Regions from separate parts of the Rattus norvegicus genome. Here all the other regions are linked to region 2. Evidence: chromatin contacts called from public Hi-C data. All regions are on one chromosome and are shown on one strand. Each heading gives the region's core, a stretch centred on a gene start, on an enhancer-like site or on the middle of the called end of the contact. The rest is flanking DNA. Distances are from core to core; before and after follow the strand shown. Region 1 overlaps Tnrc6b (trinucleotide repeat containing adaptor 6B). Region 2 holds the start of Tnrc6b (trinucleotide repeat containing adaptor 6B). Region 3 holds the start of Adsl (adenylosuccinate lyase).

Region 1 (3,238 bases), core at 374-2,873, 160 kb after region 2:
TTTCTGTACTATTTGACTTTTTATAGCAATGGAAGAGCTAAAACGTGTTTTAAAAACAAAAGCTGAAAGATTTCTAATATTTTTGTTATGTTGAAACAGTCACAGATAAACCTTTTGACCAGGTGGCTGTAGGAACCAAAGTCATGTGGAATATTGTGATTCTCTAGGCCTGTAGGCCTCTGTAGGTGCCAGTTCTGTGTCTGTTCTACGGAGAGGAGAATGAATGATGGTTTCTGTTCTTGAGGAACTTAACATCAATGAGAGAGAGGTCTGTAAGTAGAGACTTCAAATATAATTCAGTATGTTATGTTGTAAGATCATAGGCAAAGTGTGCGTCTTGTGCCTAGTCAGGATCTTCAGAAAAAGTTCACAGAGGACTTCAAAGAAATAGACTGGTTGTCTACAACCTTTAGCTCAGAGAGTAAAGCTGCCAGAGCTCACAACCTAAGTTCCAGCCCGAGGACTCACATGATAGAACCAGCCACTCACTCAGGGTGTTCTATGGCCTCCACATGTGTACCGTAGCATGTGTACACAGAACGAAAAGGAACAAAAATGTAGAGCCAGGTGCTAGCGCACACCGTTAATTCCAGCACTTAGGATGCAGAGGCAGGTGGAGCTCTAAGTCGGAGGACAGCCAGGGCTACATAAAGAAACCTGTCTCAAAGAAAGAAAGAAAAGGTAAATGTAATTTTTTTTTTATTAAGAAATTAGAGGGGAGTTGGGGATTTAGCTCAGCGGTAGAGCGCTTGCCTAGCAAGCGCAAGGCCCTGGGTTCGGTCCCCAGCTCCCAAAAAAAAAAAAAAAAAGAAAGAAAGAAAGAAAAGAAAAGAAAAGAAAAGAAATTAGAGGAAGGGAAAGTCCTCTGGGCTACTGAGTGCTTGGCTACAACTGTACCTTCCAGGATTTGGTGCAGTGAGTGACGGTTGCTTAATTTCTCCCACTTAAATAGTAGGATGTGCTCTTTTTATTATTTATCAGTGTCGCCTGCTACCTCCACTCCTACCCTAGTAAGGTGAACATCCTACAGGAATTTTAAAAAGCCTATCGTTTGAGAACAAAGTGTAAGCTCTTTAAAACAGATTTTAGAAAAATGTATTTAATTTAGAAGACTTCCCCAACTCCTGTCTTTCAGTGCCCGAAGTGACGAAACCAAGTTTAAGCCAACCAACGGCCGCCAGCCCAATTGGCAGCTCTCCATCGCCACCAGTCAATGGTGGCAACAATGCCAAAAGGGTGGCAGTGCCGAACGGACAACCGCCAAGCGCCGCCCGCTACATGCCTCGGGAGGTGCCACCGCGATTCCGTTGCCAGCAGGACCACAAAGTGTTACTAAAACGTGGGCAGCCCCCTCCACCGTCCTGCATGCTCCTAGGGGGTGGGGCGGGGCCTCCTCCCTGCACAGCACCTGGAGCAAACCCCAACAACGCACAAGTGACAGGAGCGCTGCTGCAGAGCGAGAGTGGGACGGCACCAGGTAAGACACGACGCCAGGAAAGCCAGGAAAGCGGGAGAGCGTTCCTTTGTTTGTTTCCTGGAATCAATTGTTAATATAGAGTTAGTACTGGGCAGCAGATGGGTGAGGGCCCCAACATAGGATCTGCATGGGCGGTTCTCTCAGCTGGGTTGTGCTATCTTGGCGTGAAAGCATAGACTGTGTAGTTCCTCGGCTGTGTTCAGGAAGTGAGACTTGCATGGGGCTTTTTCTAAATCCTTTTCCAGAACTCTATGCTTCCAGAATGATGACTTACGTTGTAGTATAGAATCTTCAGAGAATACCAGATGATAATAATAATACCATCCTATAGTTTTTAAACAAGGGCTTGGTTTTTCTTTTCTTTTTTTTTTTTAAATCAGTGTTTAATTTTAGAAGCCTGGATTTTGAACTATGCTAGACATTGTAATATAGACATGAGGGATCTTTCCCTGAGGAGTTTTGTTAGAAGTCTTGAGAGTTCTTTCTGTCTTGCCTTTTGAAACAGGATCTTAGGTATAGCCTAGGTTGGTGTCAGGCCCATGATCTTCCTACCTCAGGTTTGTGAGATCATATGCCACCAAGAGTTTAAGTAGCGAAGAGTTTCCAGTCCCTTTTAAAAAACAATGTGCCTTTTTAGGTTATATTAAAATTGAGAGCTATAGAGATAAACAGGCAAAGGTAGTTGCCACCACGCTTGATGGCCTGAGTTCATCTTCAGGCCCCACCCACAGAGTGGAAAGAAAGGGCTGACTCCCAGAAGTTGTCCTCTTCATATGTACCACATAGTACACATGCACATAACTAAACATAATCCTAAAAACAAATTTTAGAGAAAACCAACTAGACTTTGAATACCATCAAGCATAGGCAAGACCAGCATAGTCTCGAGGTGTTAAGATTCTGTGCTTCCTCGTTTTATATATGTTGTTTTTAATTTGTTTTAATGGAAAAATTAGAAAAAAATTATTAAAACACATTATTTCCCCCTCATACACACTAGGTATGCTAGTACTTTCTGTTGAGCTATATGCTGTGCAGTACTGATTTATCAGACTTAATCCCTTTGGGAGTCTGAACATGTCTGTCGCACACTCCCATTTCTTCAAAGCTAGCTAAGGGGCACTCATCATTCAGAGAAGGCTTACTGAGCAGAATGTGTGTGGAATTCATACATTAGCAAGATAGGCTCTCAGTGAAAAGGCCAGTGTGGGAAAGGAAGGATGTGAACACACACCACACTGAGAAAAATGGCTCTTGCTAGAGACAAGATTTTTCAGGTGACAAGCTCAGAAGTTGCTTCATAGATAAAGTGGCACTTGAAGTATGTCTAAAAAGATGAATAAATTTCACTGTGTGGCCTTGGGAGGAGAAAAACAGTAGATGCCAGCCTAAAATGGTGCCCAGAGTAAAACTGTAGACATCTTTGTAGGTTATAAAAGATACAACTGGAAAGACTGGTGGGCCTTAGATCATAGAACATCTTAATGAAACCAACTAGCAGCTTTTGCTTTTCTGTGCACTAAGGAATTGTTGAACGCTCTCAGAGAGCAGTAATAGAACCAAAGGGGTGGGGTGTTAGGATAGGTTAAAGATCACAGCACATTTAAGGTTTGCTGCATTTTCTTAGGATACAAGAAGGTCCTTGTGTTTCAGCAAGATTGGCAAGTAGAGTGGGTAGCTTTTGAGAGCTGATATGGAGTTAGTTGTAGCACATACAGCACTAGGCAGTGACAGAGAGGAACTCTAGAGTGTCCTCAAAAG
Region 2 (3,636 bases), core at 268-2,767:
TGCCCTCCCCTGGCTGAAATGTGGATTCATTTCCTTTAAAGCTGTCACAGAGAAAGAATCCAGTGGCCAGAAGCCAGGAGCACACACATGGCTTGCTCGACATCAGCAGCTTCTGGAAGCTTTCCAGGAGGCAGAGGACTGTTCTGTTTGCACACAATCAATTATTTCTAAAGGGATTTACTCTTTATCTCACTCTAGACTTAATATCTCCTAATTTCAAACTCTTGAATATTCTTCCAAAGGAGCGAGCTAAAGATGGTTAGAGGTGGGTATGAGTGTTGCCTGGGCATATAAGAATGGTAAAAAAAAAAAAAAAAAGCCATTTACAAAGCCAAGAAACAGAATATAGACTTGTGTGTGCTTCTTGTCAGGAAAAATGTATTGTTGAACTTAGAATGGGGAAGAACGGTTCCTAGGAGCGGGATACCATGGAGAAAATTACAATCTCTCCAAAGTTAGTCTCCAATAATGTTAATGACACTCTTTCTAATTGCCAGACGCTGAATAAGGAATTTGGGTTCTGAAGGAAACAGTTTCAAGATGTTGGGTTGACTGACAGATACTATTCTGAGACACTAAGGCATGTAAGCGAGTCAGACAGGCCTAGGAGCCAATGTATGGCCCCAAACTTCTTTCTAAATGGGTGACCTTGGGTAAGTCTCTTAACCTCTTTTGGCTTTTCTTTCTGTAAAATTAGGGTTTAATCAGATAGTTTCTATAAAGAATTGCGCACCGTATTTGGAATAAAATACAATAAATTATAGTAGTTACCAGTGTCAACTTCCAATGACCAAAGACGCCCCACTTCTCAGCCTAATCGTAGTGTGGCGAATCCGGATCTGACGGACAACACCGGAATGCCCAATAAGATGACGGGGGTCGGGGGTGGGGTGCGGGGGGAAACAGTGAAATCAAACCAATAGCATGGGCCCTTGTTGTTAGCCGCTTTCTGGCTGTTCCACCAATAGCTTAAGGATGTGACTTGGGAGCGACACCCTGACAGTCCAATGACGCACAACCAACCCACACTCAGCAATTCGGAGGGGATAAATCAAGGAGCCTGCACGTATAGATTCCGTTATTAGTGCAGTCTCGAGTGGTGAAAGGAGCTTGGGAGAAACAGTCCCTGAGAGAAGCATTAATGAGCTTTAAAAAAAAAAAAAAAAAAAAAAAAAGGAAGAGATAATGACTGCGCTGGGCGAACTCCGCCGCCATCATGCTCTAGTTTCCCCTTCGTCTCTCTGGGTCCGCGACCGAGGAAGCGGCCTCTGGGATGCTGAGGGGGTGTGTCCCCTCATGATTGGCGCAGGCCGCTCAACCAATCCCAGTTCGGCAAACGGGAAGCACTTAGCCAATGAGGAGAGACGACAGCGGCGAGGACTTAAGAGAGGAGGAACAGCGACTTGACGGGCACGAAAGCTAACCAGTGAAAACTAGAGGCATCCTGCCTGCGGCCAATGGAGTGGGGCTGTGGGCGGGCGCCAGAGTGTTTGTGTTGTGGTTTTGGGGGAGGGAGGCGGAGGGGAAAGTTTGTTTATTTTGTTTTTAGTTTCTGGGGTCCCCGAGCTTCGGGAAGGTGAAGCGAGCGACAGTGACCCCCCTAGCCTCTCAGCCTCCCCGCGACGTCGCCTCTACAGCTTGCGGAGAAGCGGAGACCGCGGTCACCGCTGGGCTCCACAGCGGAACGACGCGCTCTCGGAGCCGGCGCGGCTCAGCGGTGAGTGAGGACCGTGGGCCGCGAGGGCCTTCTCTTTTCTCGCGAGCAGCCCGGAGGAGCGAGGCGGCCCAGGGTGGGCGACTGAGGACGTCCTCGGGGGCGCGCGGCACGGCCCGCTTAAGTGCAGCGAGTGCGTGTCTTCGCGAGCGCGCGCGACCGGAGCGAGCCGGGCGGGAGGGGCGGAAGGGGCGGGGGGAGCGCGCGCGACCCGGGTGGGCCGCGGCGGGCTGGGGCGCTCGCCCGGGGCGCGCTGTGGGATCGCTATGTGCAGACGTGAGGCGGGGGAGGGGTGTGTGAGGGACGTACGGTCACGTCGGTCGTGAGGGCCGGGATGTCCCAAGTATTGGGGCCGGGACAGACCGGCGTCACGCGCCTGCAGGTGTGAGCCGAGGAAAGGGCTTCCGGGTGGGCCGGCGAGGATCCGAGCGCTTCGTGTAGCCTAGGGCCCTCGGAGCTGCAAATGCCTGGCGGTGGGGCGCGAGCATCCGGCGTCCCCGCGCGGCGGGCATGTAGGCATGTGTGCTGGACCCGATGGCGGGGTCCCACAGGCATCCCGCGAGAGCTGCGTGGGGTGGGGGTGGGGGTGGGAGTGGGGGTGGTTGTAGAGAGGCGATGCTCACCTTGAGGAAACAGACGAGGGGCGGAGGGATGACAGAGTTGGAAACAGCCCTGGGAAGGGTTTGCTACCTTCTGCTGGTCTGGTGCCCTTTAATTTCAAACTAACGGATCTGTTAGTCCATAATGGCTAAATAAATATCTGGTCCAGCGAAATTCACTACAGTGGCTATCACGACACCCAAGAACAGCAGCAGCGTCTCATCCGTCCTTAGTTTTGGGTGCAGGTCATCGGTCTGAGACTTTCAGCTCCATACTTTCTCATGTGTCTTTTGGCTGCTTAGATTCTGAATAAAGAGTACCAACCAAGACTCCGTGAATAAAACATCATTTGTACCTCCTTCACAGTTAAACATAGCAGTAAGCTGTACAAAAATCACACATCCTAGCCTTTTGTGAAATGTTTCTCTTCGCTTGTGGGAGATTTCAGTTCTTGACGTTAAAACTATGTGTTCGCGGTGGTTTGTAAAGAGCAGAGCGTGTAGACTGTTGTCTTACACTTGTATGGTGTGAGTATCAATGTAGTAAGTGGGAGGGATATTAGTGTAGTAGACTCTACAGGTAGGCACATACTGGATAACCAGTATCCAGAATACAGATCAGACTGGTTTGTCACTTGAGATGCAATGATGAGGGTTATGATACGTGCTTCTGTGTGGTTTGTTTTGTTTCATTTTTTGAGATACGGGCTCACCATGTAGCCCAGGCTGGCCTGGAACTCACAGAGATCTACCACTTGCCTCTCTTTCCAGAATGCTGGATTCAAGAAGCCCAGTTTAGTTCTTTACTGTTTTAAACGACTTGTCTTAAACTTGATTATCTGAGTAGTGTAGTTTCTGATAGTACTCACAAGAGGAAAAAAACCAAACCAAAACAAAAATTGTCCATGCTATCTGTCTCTGTTAACCCATCATATCCCCCCAATAGAAGCTCTTAAATGGTTTTTGGGTTTTATTTTTTTATCTTTTGAGACAGGGTTTCTTAAATGTTTTTAAATGAAAACAATACTTTTGTTCCATGTCAGTACTGGCTACTGTTCATTGTGTGCTTACACTACATATGTCTTCCTCTCTGTTAGTTTTTAAATCCTTACGTGAAGCCTGTAGGGCAGAAACTCTCATTGTGGTAAGGATGAGGACAGGGCTCCCAAGAGCCTTATAGCTCTCAGGCTTAATCTCCAGTCTGTTTGATTTTTTTTTTTTTTTTTTTTTTTTTTTTTTTTTTTTGTCTTTTGCTCGTTTTTATTTTCACCTCCTGAATTATCTAGGGGGAGAAAAGCATAAAGAACACCGAGAAGCAGAGAA
Region 3 (3,622 bases), core at 772-3,271, 230 kb after region 2:
AGAGGCAAAGCAGACAGATGGATCTGGATCATGGTGGTTCTCAACATGTGGGGCACATCTCAGATATCTTGCATATCAGATATTTAGATTACAGTTCATAACATAACAGCACAGTTACAGCTATGAAGTAGCAATCAATGAATTAATTTTTTTGAGACAGGTTTTCTCTGTGCAGCCCTGGCTGTCCCGGAACTCGATCGGTAGACCAGGCTGGCCTTGAACTCAGAAATGCACCGGTCTCTGCCTACCCAGAAGGGTGTGGCTCGTGCCTTTTATTGCAACATGTGGGAGGGAGAGGCAGGTGGCTCTCCGTGAGTGGCTTCTCTGATCTATTTAACAGTTCCAGGACAGCTTGAGCTGGCTACATGGTGAGACCCTGTCTCAAAAAGACAAGAAGTAGCCTGGAGGTAGTGCCATACCCAGCACTCGGGAGGCAGAGGCAGGCAGATCTCTCAGGCAGGTTTAAGGCCAGTCTGGGCTACAGAATGAGTTCCAGAACAGCCAAGGCTACATAGAGAAATTTCTGTCTTGAGAAAAAAAAACTATTAGAATAACTATCAATGAAATAATTAACTTCCTACTTAAAGCAACAGTTTTAAGTAGGAAAGGGAGAAGCTTACACTGCCACCTATAGCAGCCCCTTTATTTGCTTTTTTGTTTTTTTTTTTAAAGCTTTTTGTTGGTTTTTGGTGAGGAGTTGTTTGAGACAGGGTCTCAAGTAGCCTGGTGGTGTCTGTGGGTCTTAACTACATAGCTGAGGATGACTGAACTCCTGATCCTGCCTGCATCTCCCAAGTGCTGGGTTTACAAACGGGTTCTGCCATGCCTGGCTCCCCAAAACAACCTTTCACTTTTTCATTCTTTTTTTTCTTTTCTTTCTTTCTTTTTTTTTTTTTTTAAATTTTACACTGTAGCTGTTTTCAGACACACCAGAAGAAGGCACCAGATCTCATTACAGATGGTTGTGAGCCACCATGTGGTTGCTGGGAATTGAACTCAGGACCTCTGGAAGAGCAGTCAGTGCTCTTAACCGCTGAGCCATCTCTCCAGCCCACATTCTTATTTTTTTTTTTAATTTATTTATTTATTATATATAAGTACACTGTAGCTGTCTTCAGACACACCAGAAGAGGGCATCAGATCTCTTTACAGATGGTTGTGAGCCACCATGTGGTTGCTGGGAATTGAACTCATGACCTCTGGAAGAGCAGTTGGGTGCTCTTAACCGCTGAGCCATCTCTCCAGCCCCCACATTCTTATTTTTTATTTACTCTTTTTCCACATACTTTTTATTCCTAGCATTTGTATCTAATTACTATATAAAGTGTTAGTCATGACACTTTCTAACAAGGTGCATTTTAAGGATCCTACACGTGCTGCTGCAATCCCTTGGAGAACACTCTTGAAGGCAGATCCTTTTTGTTCTTATTTTGCTTTTTGTTTTGTTGTTTGTTTTCTGCTTTAAATCAATTTAGCTTGCTTAGTCCTTTCCTGGTGCAAATATAGAAGCCAATCGAAATTTAACTTATTAGTTCTTTTTTAAAAGATGTATGCTATTTCAGTTTTATTCTGCCACGGAAATTTTGAATTCTTGGTTTGATTTGTTCTCGAGCGATCATGCGTGGAGTAATTCTGACAGGCTGCTTTCTGAGCTCGGAACCAGCAAGCAGTTTAAGAGTTTCAGTCTCCTGCTGAGCCTGGCTCCTGCGGGACGGAAGTACTCCGAGTGTCCACTAGGGCTCCTTCCTGGCGTCCCTACGACTGGCCTCTGGAACTTTCCTTTCTGGGTTAAACGCGGGTCTTAATGTGCGTTCCTCAGATGGAAAAATCGAGGAGGCACGGCGTTGGACAGAGATTTAAGAAGCTTTAACCGTACCTCGCTGAAACCAAGAGAAAAGCGTTGACCCTCAGAAAGGACGAGCCAAACGTGAACTACCTCCACCCTCCAGGGTAGCATTACCCGCGGGGCGGGGCCAAAGGAGGAAGTCCCGCCCCATGCACGCTGGGCTTCCGCTTTTGGGCCCGCTACTGAAGTCCGCCGTAGCTGAGTCGCGTGTTGAAAATGGCTGCATCCGGGGACCCTGCCTGTGCTGAAAGCTACCGTTCTCCGCTGGCGGCTCGCTACGCCAGCCATGAAATGTGCTTCTTGTTCAGCGACAGGTACAAGTTCCAGACGTGGCGGCAGCTGTGGCTGTGGCTGGCGGAGGCCGAACAGGTAACTGGCCGGGCCCCTTGTCTCGACCGAGGTCATGGCCCGAGCACCTGTTGCCTCGGCCAGGTCCTAGAGACCGGCACATCCTTTGGAGGACTTCAATTTGGGCAAGGCTATGGGAGTTTGCGTCCTTCCACAGCGCATTTCAAGTGGAATGCTATTTATACCTCGCAGGCAGGGGCCAAGGCGCCTGCCGCCTAGCCATCAGACTTGAGTTCGAGCCCTGGGGCAACATGTTGAGTGAGGCATACCTGATTCCCATTAGTTGTTCTCCGACTTTATGCGCTCACACATACACGCGCGCGCGCGCGCACACACACACACACACACATACACACAAAACAAGTACATTCTTTTTATAAGTAAGTTGTAAACTTAATGGTGATTTTCGCACAGTTTTAAAAGAAGATATACTTATTTTTATTTTTTGCGTTTAAGTGCTTTGCCTGTATGTACGCACGTTCACCACTCATATCTGGTGCCAGCAGACATTGTCAGGAGAGGGAGCTAGTTAACAACTTGTCTTAAGGTGCCATGTGGGTCCTGGGAACTAAACCTGGGTCCTCTGTAAGTGCATTTAACCACTAAGCCATCTCTCCAGTCCCTGAATTTTCTTCTTTCCGGAGGACAAAACAAAGTTTGTAAGGATCAAGGCTTGCCCTAGGTTACCCAGCTAGCACTTGACAGCAGAGCTGGGATTTGAACCTAGATTCATTCTAGAACCTGAGCTGAGTCTTTGGTCACTTTGTTTTCCTTGGTGCCTTTAAAGCTAATGACAGCATTGGAATCTATTTCTGAGCCACTATTTCTGTATAAATTTTGCTATGAGAAGGGAGGATCTGGGCAAGTGTTCATTACAGAAGGTACATGAGTTGTGGGGTGTTAATTGTGGTGATTTGATTTGAGGGGGGAGGGGTTTTGCTGGCTTGTGTTTTTTGAGGAAGTGTCTCACTGTGTAGCTGTGGCTAGCCTATGGTTAGTCTCAAACTCACAGAAATCAGCCTGCCTATACCTCCCAAGTACTAGGATCAAAGGGTTCAACACCACAGCCACATTAGTATTTTGTCTTACAGGGGCAGCATGAACAGTTGTTCCGTTCAGTATTTTTTTTTTTTCTTTTCTTTTTTTCGGAGCTGGGGGACCGAACCCAGGGCCTTCGGTTCAGTATTTTTTAAGTGATTTTGGGAAAGAGGCTTCCCAGAGAGGTTGAACAAAGCCGTGAGTGATCCAGAGAGCTGTAACGATTCTCAGGTTTCAGAGCAGGTTAGTGTGTTCACAAAGAGCTCAGTGCCTGTGAATCCAACCTTCATCCTGCATTCCCTGCCCAACCCCTCCATGGCTTCCATACAGCAGGGTGGCAGCAGACATTTCTCTTGTGCCCTCTGGCCCAGGCAATGCTTTAAGGCCTTT

What was found. A called contact is a pair of places that touch in the nucleus more often than the background predicts.
Region 1: a contact with region 2 is called in a Hi-C map of liver, with 2.6 times the contacts expected there. The contact joins the enhancer-like site here to the promoter of Tnrc6b in region 2. A contact is called at or near these places in 7 of 12 Hi-C or Micro-C datasets (Schwann cells, frontal cortex, hepatocytes and 3 more).
Region 3: a Hi-C map of liver shows a contact between it and region 2, with 3 times the contacts expected there. The contact joins the promoter of Adsl here to the promoter of Tnrc6b in region 2. A contact is called at or near these places in 8 of 12 Hi-C or Micro-C datasets (the A7r5 cell line, the Rat2 cell line, Schwann cells and 5 more) and 1 of 1 datasets of contacts at active chromatin or transcription factors (oligodendrocytes).

Annotation. Positions count from the first base shown.
Region 1 is chr7:114,289,603-114,292,840 of GRCr8, forward strand. Tnrc6b (trinucleotide repeat containing adaptor 6B) reads left to right here. Exons shown (of 25, transcript NM_138845.4): 7 at 1,136-1,477. Among named protein-coding and RNA genes, the nearest start is that of Adsl, 68 kb to the right of the region's middle. Within about 2 kb of position 1,624, at least 8 of the 93 cell types and tissues checked have an H3K27ac peak or open chromatin away from gene starts, as enhancers often do.
Region 2 is chr7:114,131,057-114,134,692 of GRCr8, forward strand. Tnrc6b (trinucleotide repeat containing adaptor 6B) reads left to right here and starts at 1,518. Exons shown (of 25, transcript NM_138845.4): 1 at 1,518-1,717.
Region 3 is chr7:114,357,419-114,361,040 of GRCr8, forward strand. It overlaps Adsl (adenylosuccinate lyase), which reads left to right and starts at 2,022. Exons shown (of 13, transcript NM_001130503.1): 1 at 2,022-2,215. The coding sequence starts at 2,063.